2 separate regions of the Sus scrofa genome follow, and region 2 is linked to region 1. The links are chromatin contacts, called in public promoter capture Hi-C maps. All regions are on one chromosome and are shown on one strand. Each heading gives the region's core, a stretch centred on a gene start, on an enhancer-like site or on the middle of the called end of the contact. The rest is flanking DNA. Distances are from core to core; before and after follow the strand shown. Region 1 holds the start of C4H1orf52 (UPF0690 protein C1orf52 homolog). Region 2 holds the start of SYDE2 (rho GTPase-activating protein SYDE2).

Region 1 (3,863 bases), core at 316-2,815:
AGGACCAGTCCCCGGCAAGAACTCCCGACGCCAAGGCTTGGGCGATCCTCCCCTGTGGGCTTCGCATGTCTTTGCAGCACAAGTCAGCACGGTCTACACCTCCGCTGGGAGAAGAAGACCAGAGTTGTGCATGGGGAGGGATCCACACTCTGCCCCCACACGTCCTCCCGCGGCTGATTTTAATCCTTGTTCTCTACAACGAACCATGATCATGAATAAAGCAGCATTCAGTGAGTTCTCTGAGTGCTTCTAGCAAATTATCCAACCTGAGGATGCTCTGGGGACTCCCAAAGTGCAGTTTCCTTTGTCACTTTCCTCTGTCACCTTAGGTACTTGGGTGGAAATTTCTGAAAAACACTCAGACCTACACCTTCATAAATTATTATAATCCACAATATGTTTTGATCTTCTATGCAGTGATAGGCACTGAGCTGGGTACTAGGAATATAAAAACAAAGCAAAATCCACCTCCCCTGAAGAAGTTCACAGACATTGTGCTATAGGACTGGGAAAGAGAAGTGAATAAAACAGACACATCCTCTGCCTCCTGGAGATGAGTGCATCATGGAAATGAACAGGCATCCTTAAATGGGACCTGTGAACACCTACACTACACCAACTGTACTGCCCTCATTCGGGTATCATTCCCTCTGAGCTCACCAGGAGGAGTCAAAGATTTCTGGTTTCCTCGGTGGCTAGGCACAGGTCATCTACTAAGAGGGAACACAAATGCAGAAACAAATTGTAAGAAAGACCAGTTGCTGACCCTTAAATGGACATTTGAGACCCCAGTACAATCTCCATATGGAAAGTTTTAGAGCCAAGTTGAGGTCCAGTCCAGAACTTGGGGAGGAGAGATGGGAGCCGGAGACCTAGATTTGGGAGTCACAAGCATGAATGCCTTGGAAAGGGATGGTCTGACCTGCACCTTTGTAACACCTCTACAGATCGTTAGTGAGTATTGCTGAACGATGGTATGATATGTTAGAAAACACCATCGTTTAAGGGCATATGGCACAAAGCAGGCTGACAATAAATAAGAAGCCAGAGAGTCTGGAGGACCCCCGGAGTGGAGCGGATGCAATCCGAGAGCAGTTCCATCAGGGGGCTGCTCAAGGTGCGCTGGAATGAGGTCAAGCAGGAGAGGATCAGTGTGGAACTTGATAGGTCCACTTACCCACAGAGCTATTCCAGGACGACTGAGCAGAAGCATCCAGAGGCATTTTGTTCTGAAGAAGAGATGCAGCGGGATCAGAAAGCCTGGACTCTCTGGGCAAGGGCTTTAAGGTGGCGGCGAAAAGACGAAATGCTTAGTTCTGAGCCTTTAATAAAATCTTACTGACCGCTGAGCGTCTGCTTGGGACCACGGACTCCGGACCTGCGGGTCTCTGCCCAGAGCTGGGTGGAAAGGGCTTTAGCAGCTCAGGCCTGGGGGTGTGCGCGACCACGCCTCCAACCCGCCTCCCGGCGCGCGCAGGAACGCGGCGCAGCCGCCAGGGGGCGCAGGTCCCGCCCCCTTCCGGGAGACGGGGCGGGGCCGACTGAGGGGAGGGCCCTGGAGCGGCTTCCGGCTTCCGGCTTCCGGCGGAGCCCGCCCTCGACCGGCTGGGCAGTCATGGCTGCGGAGGAGAAGGATCCCCTGAGCTACTTCGCGGCCTATGGCAGCAGCAGCAGCTCAGGCTCCTCGAGCGAGGAGGACAACAGCGAGCCGGAGGAAACGAGTCGCAGGGCCCCGGATCCGGCGACGTCGGCGGGCGGCTGCGGGAACCTGGCGGAGAAGCGGCTGCCTGGCCCCGACGAGCTGTTCCGGAGCGTGACTCGCCCGGCCTTTCTCTACAACCCGCTCAACAAGCAGATAGACTGGGAGCGGCACGTGGTCAAGGCGCCGGAGGAGGTGAGCTCCCCGCCCCCGTTTCCCGAGCTGGGTCCCGGCCTCCCCCTCCCGCAGCCCCTTTGGGGACCGGCTTCCGTCCCCCACACGCAGTCACCCCGCGGGATGCCGCACGCCCTCGCCGCGTCCAGCCCTGGGGAGCCCGGGCCCCTGCCCCAGCCCGGTGGGTGTCGGACCGGCCCCGCAGCCCCGCCCCTGCCAGGAGACCCGACCTCCGCGCTCGGTGCCCCGACCCCGCGCGGCGAGCACTAACGGTGGTGACTCCCCCGCCCCCCGCTGCAGCTTCTCCCCGAGACCCCTTCCCTTTGACGCCGAAGTGCCTGCGGTGCTGCCTCCAAGACAGTGTCTGCTGCAGCCTCCTGAAGGGGTCGGCCTTGGCGTAGTATCTCTGAGACTGGATTCTTCCTTGGTAACTAAAAGTTATTAGCTTTATTCGTCTAGGGAACCCTTTGGCTTTTCACTTAGCAGTATTGTGAATTTGATGGCAAAGTGTGTCTTTAAACCTTTAAAAAAAAAAAAAATCAGCCCGAACGCTGAGCGCACGGCAGGGAGGTGCATGTGTCCATACCGATTCTAGGGACCTCGGTTCGTCACAGTGCTTCTTCATGTGTTTGCTCAACAGCCTCCAAAGGAATTCAAAGTTTGGAAGTCCAACTATGTATCTCCTCCGGAGACCTACTCTGCTGAGAAGAAACCTCCGCCTCCAGAGCTGGACATGGCGATAAAATGGTCTAACATATACGAGGACAATGGTGACGATGCCCCACCGAGTGCTAAGAAAGCTAGGCTTCTGCCCGAAGGGGAGGAGACCGTGGAGTCAGGTAAGGAGAGTCAGGCTCGCTGGTGACACCTCTTGATCCCTGTGGCAGGTTTTAAAAGGAGGAGCTATTGAATGATTGGAACTTCAATCCAGTGAGTTAGCGACCACATTATGATGGCCTTTGGATACTTTTCGCTATGTTTTTGAGAAGAGTCACGTGTATTTGACTTTGAAGTCTCTCCTATCTCAGCAGTATTTGCTGTGTTGTAGAGAAATCATAGAGTGAACTCTGATATCTCAGCCAATAGTGTGTGTGATTTTTGATGGCCTATTAGAGGTGCATGAGTTATTCCATGGACTCTTTGTGATGGTTGCAGTTGTGAAGTGCTGAAGGCTTCATTTTATGTCAAAACAGTTGTGCTTTACCAAAAAAACCAATAACAACAGGAGTTCCCGTCAGGTTGCAGCGGGAACGAATCTGACGAGGAACCGTGAGGTTTCGGGTTCAGTCCCTGGCCTCGCTCAGTGGGTTAAGGATCTGGCGTTGCCACGAGCTGTGGTGTAGGTCACAGACCCGGCTTGGATCTGGCGTGGCTGTGGCTGTGGCTGTGGCTGTGGTGTAGGCCGGCAGTAACAGCTCTGATTAGACCCCTAGCCTGGGAACCTCCATGTGCCGCAGGTACGGCCCTAAGAAGACAAAAGAACAAAACAAAACAAAAAAACACAGTTGTGCCTTAAAGCCAAAATGAGTGTCACAAAATGAACTTGCATGAGTATCATACTACCTAGGAATTAAAAATGATGATAAGGTAATGACTTCCTTGTGTTGCCTTAGTTGCTAGTACCACAACTCCATCTCTTGCTTGGAGGGTAAGTGGTCCCAGCAACCTCTGCTTGCATACCTGTACCCACTCCACCCACTTCATCCTTGCCCTGCAGCTCATCTGATCTGACTGTGTATCTCACTTGCTTAAACCCTTTCCCAGCAACGCAGCAGTCAGCGCTAGGCCCTGCCTGTTCCTCCAGCTTCATTTCAGATGCCCCTCCTAGCACCTGAAGAGTGTAAATTTTCAAAACTGAGCCGACCACACTGTTTCATGGTTCCGTGCCTTTCAGTATGTGTTACACCTCAGTCTGGAATGTTCTTCTCTCCCTCTTTGGTCAGTAAACCCATCCGTCCTTCAAAGTCCAACTCTAAGAAAAAACCTCAGG
Region 2 (3,683 bases), core at 72-2,571, 42 kb after region 1:
CATGGAATTTGATGTTTTTGAAAGAGTTGGCATTTCCAAATGACATCGTTTTTCAATTTTGATTCAACTGTTTCTCAACCCAATGTGAATGGAAATGAAGCGTTAGCAGGGTGATGGGGGAGGCTCTATTTGTGGCTCCGTTTTACAAGTTTTGGTTTATTGCTAGAGTGAATAAACTAAAAGAAAAAAGAGAAATAGAAAAATTTTTTAAATTTTGTGAAGGGACGCCGATGGTGATATTTTGGACAAAGGATTCCTCCTAATTGAAAAGGAATAGCCGAAAATTTCCTGTAAATGGCTAGCACAATCACAATTATTTGGAACACACGGCGCTGAGATACACCTGTACGCACACCTCGTCTGTCCAAACAATCTTTGTTCCCTCTCAAGCCAGGACTCGCACACTACACGCCTCGTGCAATGGTGGCAGGGGTGACAGAGTGGCAGCCAGGCGGGCGCTTTCCCTTTCTCGGTCTCGCCAGCCAGACTCACCTTCCCGCTCGTCCTTCTTCCCGCCCGGAGTCTCCGCACCCGCACGCTCTCGCCTCCCGGTCTAGTTATTAGCTCTCGCCCCCCGTCCTTCCCGCCCTCCGCCGCGCCTCGCCCGGCGAACCAGCGCGGCAGCGGGCGGCCCGCGCGCCCGGGGCTCCGGGCTCCCGGCTCCCGGCTCCGGGCTTCGGGTCCGGGGCATGCGCGCTGCGGCGCCGCCGCCCTCCCCCACCTCCCGCGGCCAAGTTATGCCAAGTATGCGAGGAGCCCGCGAGGGCCCGCGCCGGTCATGGGGAGCCGCCGCCGCCTCGGCGAGCGCCGCCCGCTCCCGGGCCGGGCTCCGACCTCTCCCGGCGGCGGGGCCGAGCCTGGCCTCTGAGGCCGAGCGCATGGCGGACCCTCTGAGGAGGACGCTGTCCAGGCTCCGGGGGCGAAGGGGTCCCCGCCCCGCCGGGGGGCTCGGGCTCCGGGCGGCCGCTGCGGCTGCCGAGGGGGACGCCGGGGGTGCGGCGGCCGGGTCCCCGCGCGAGGCTGCGGGCGGCGCCAGGCTGGGCCCGGGGCGGCCCCAGCTCTTGGGGTCGCCTCAGGCGGGGCCTCGCGAGGCGCGGGTCCGGGGAGGGCGGCCGCGAGGCGGGAAGGAGGCTGCCGCCCCGCGCCGCGGGCCCCCGCGCGCCCCCCTGCACGCCCGGCCGGGCTCCGGGGGCCGCGGCGCGGACGAGGACGGCGCCGACTACTACGAGAACCTGCCCGGCGGCTGCCAGCCCGCGCCCGAGCCCCAGCCGGAGGGGGCGGGGGCAGAGCGGGGGCCCCCGGCTCCCCCGGCGGCCGGCTCCTCCCCGGGGCGGAGGGCGGCCGCCAGGAGACGGGCAGGCTGCAGACCCAGTTGCGAGAGGCCTATTATCTGCTGATCCAGGCCATGCACGACCTGCCCCCTGACTCGGTCGCGCGGCGGAGCGACCGCGGCTGGGCCGGTCGCCGCTGCCCTGCGGGGACCCGGGCTCCGGGCCAGCCGCCTTCCCCCTGCGGCGCGGCGCACCGCCGAGCCTGCCCCCAAGCCGGGGAGCGGGGAGGCGGCGGCCGCCCCTGGCGGCAGCAGGTGTCCCCGCCCCGGTCGCCTCCGAGGGAGTTGGGGGCAGGCCGCCCGCGGACGCCTCGCATGTGGCTGTCCTACAGCAGAAGCCTGGACAGCCTCCGGGTGAGTGCCAAGCCGCCTCCCTTGCAGCGGTGGCGGAGCGACAGCTGGATCAGGTGCGGCGCTTGCGGGGACCCGGACGAGCCCCCGCCACGTGGAGGCGCGATGCACGGCTGGAGCGGAGGCGGCCCCAGGGCCGCGGCGCCCCCGGCCGCCGCAGTCCCAGCTCCCCGGACCCCGGCCGCTCCTCGGGAAGCCCTTTCCGGGACCCCGCGGGGTCCTCGGTACTCCACCGCGGCAGAGACGGCCCGCAGGGGCTCCCCTACCTCAAGCCGCCTGCAGTGACAGTCAGGAAGCTGCAAAAGTGGATGTACAAAGGCCGCCTCCTGTCCCTGGGAATGAAGGGTCGCACCCGTCGGACACCACCCGAAGTCCCGGGAGTGCAGGCAGCCTCTCCAGATCTGGGCGCTTTGCAAGTGCGAGAAAGCCACGTCCTCTCTGTGCCTCCGGACCAAAGAATTAGGCTGACAGGTAGGATACCCTCGCTCTCGAAGTGCGAAGTCTTCGAGCCTGATTGTTTACCAAGCAGGTTCTGGCTTCAGAGCGAAGCAGAGGCACGGTTTTGCAGACAGGTACCTGCCGGTGCCAGAGTGAGTGCCATGTCTGTGGCAGCTTCACGCGATTTAGAGGTCACCCACTGTAATGCATTCCCTCCTTTTCCTCTTCGGTTTTAAAGACAGTGGCGTGAGGAACGTGGGGGCTAGTTTTTTCTTCTCCGCACCTACTGCCAAGCACAGCAGAGACTGAAGGTTAAGTTTACCACGCGCTTTTGAGGCGGTTTAGAGTTGGGCGGTGCTGCCTTGACTTTTATTCTTTGTAGCTCTAGGCAAATCTGTCGACTTTTGTGGAGTCTGTGAATTTGAATTTGATCCAGGTTAGACTTTATGGGCTTCGTAAGCTGTCATTTTACGCGGTGCACTTCCCCACCCCCACCCCAGGAGCGCGCGGGCACCTAAGATACGCACGACCAGCAGCCCCAAGCAAACCCGGCTGAAAAAACCACCAAAGCAGAATTCCTCTTCGGTGAGCTAGGATTTCACAGCTCTCTTCTCTTCCCCTTTACCTCCCTTCCCCTTAGCTCCTAAAAACCCAGCCATGTATGTAATCTTCTTACTGTGGAAAGTGAAGGACACTTGTATTTTAATCAAAAGAAAAATATGTCTTATGTACTTTTAAAGGAAGTGTAGACATTGAAAGGCATTTGTAAATGTATGTATAGGAGTTCCTGTCGTGGCGCAATGGTTAACGAATCCAACTAGGAACCATGAGGTTGAGGGTTCGGTCCCTGCCCTCGCTCAGCGGGTTAACGATCTGGTGTTACCGTGAGCTGGTGTTACCGTAGGTTGCTCGGATCCCGCGTTGCTGTGGCTCTGGCGTAGGCTGGTGGCTACAGCTCCCCCTAGCCTGGGAACCTCCATATGTTGCGGGAGCAGCCCAAGAAATAGCAAAAAGACCAAAAAAAAAAAAAAAAAAAAGTAAATGTAAGTATATTTGTCCAGTAATAGGATTTTGCTCCCTGTTTTGTACGGATGTGATTTTTAGTTCTCAGGGAAGGTCTGGACTATCAGTTCTAGAAATCTCTTATGTTGAAGACAGCAAAAAATTCTCTCGTGAAAGAAGTACCTTCAAACTGAGCCAGAACCAGCATGATCTTTTGGACTTAAATATAAAGCCCTTTAGTGAACATCATGCCTTACATGTCAGTGTAACTTTTAAAAGATTAAATGCTGGAAGGTAAAAATATTCACTGTGCTTGCCAGTTTCTCTGGTAAGAATTACACATCCTGCAGGACTGGGTTTGTACACAGTAACTTTTTTTTAACCCATAAACAGGGAGCAATGGAGAGAAACGAAGTTCACAAAACTTATTACACAGTGAGAAGCCACCAGATGAGTCACTTCGGGTGAACACGAACTAGAAAAGTTTCTTTGAATTTTAAATCTCTAACCCACTCCTGTCAAAATATTCCTTCAAATTTATTCCACATCATCTGAATAAAAG

Evidence for each region. Promoter capture Hi-C pulls out the DNA fragments that hold promoters and counts their contacts.
Region 2: a contact with region 1 is called in a promoter capture Hi-C map of liver, with 2.7 times the contacts expected there. The contact joins the promoter of SYDE2 here to the promoter of C4H1orf52 in region 1. A contact is called at or near these places in 1 of 5 promoter capture datasets (liver), 3 of 47 Hi-C or Micro-C datasets (embryonic fibroblasts, epiblast stem cells and liver) and 2 of 2 datasets of contacts at active chromatin or transcription factors (alveolar macrophages and skeletal muscle).

Annotation. Positions count from the first base shown.
Region 1 is chr4:130,658,359-130,662,221 of Sscrofa11.1, forward strand. C4H1orf52 (UPF0690 protein C1orf52 homolog) reads left to right here and starts at 1,566. Exons shown (of 3, transcript XM_021090346.1): 1 at 1,566-1,894; 2 at 2,514-2,712. The coding sequence starts at 1,616. LOC106505545 (a long non-coding RNA gene) reads right to left here and starts at 1,491. Exons shown (of 3, transcript XR_001300083.2): 1 at 1,178-1,491; 2 at 1-104.
Region 2 is chr4:130,701,019-130,704,701 of Sscrofa11.1, forward strand. It overlaps SYDE2 (rho GTPase-activating protein SYDE2), which reads left to right and starts at 1,322. Exons shown (of 9, transcript XM_001928224.7): 1 at 1,322-1,826; 2 at 1,829-2,152. The coding sequence starts at 1,406. LOC106505390 (a long non-coding RNA gene) reads right to left here and starts at 2,080. Exons shown (of 5, transcript XR_002343649.1): 1 at 1,948-2,080.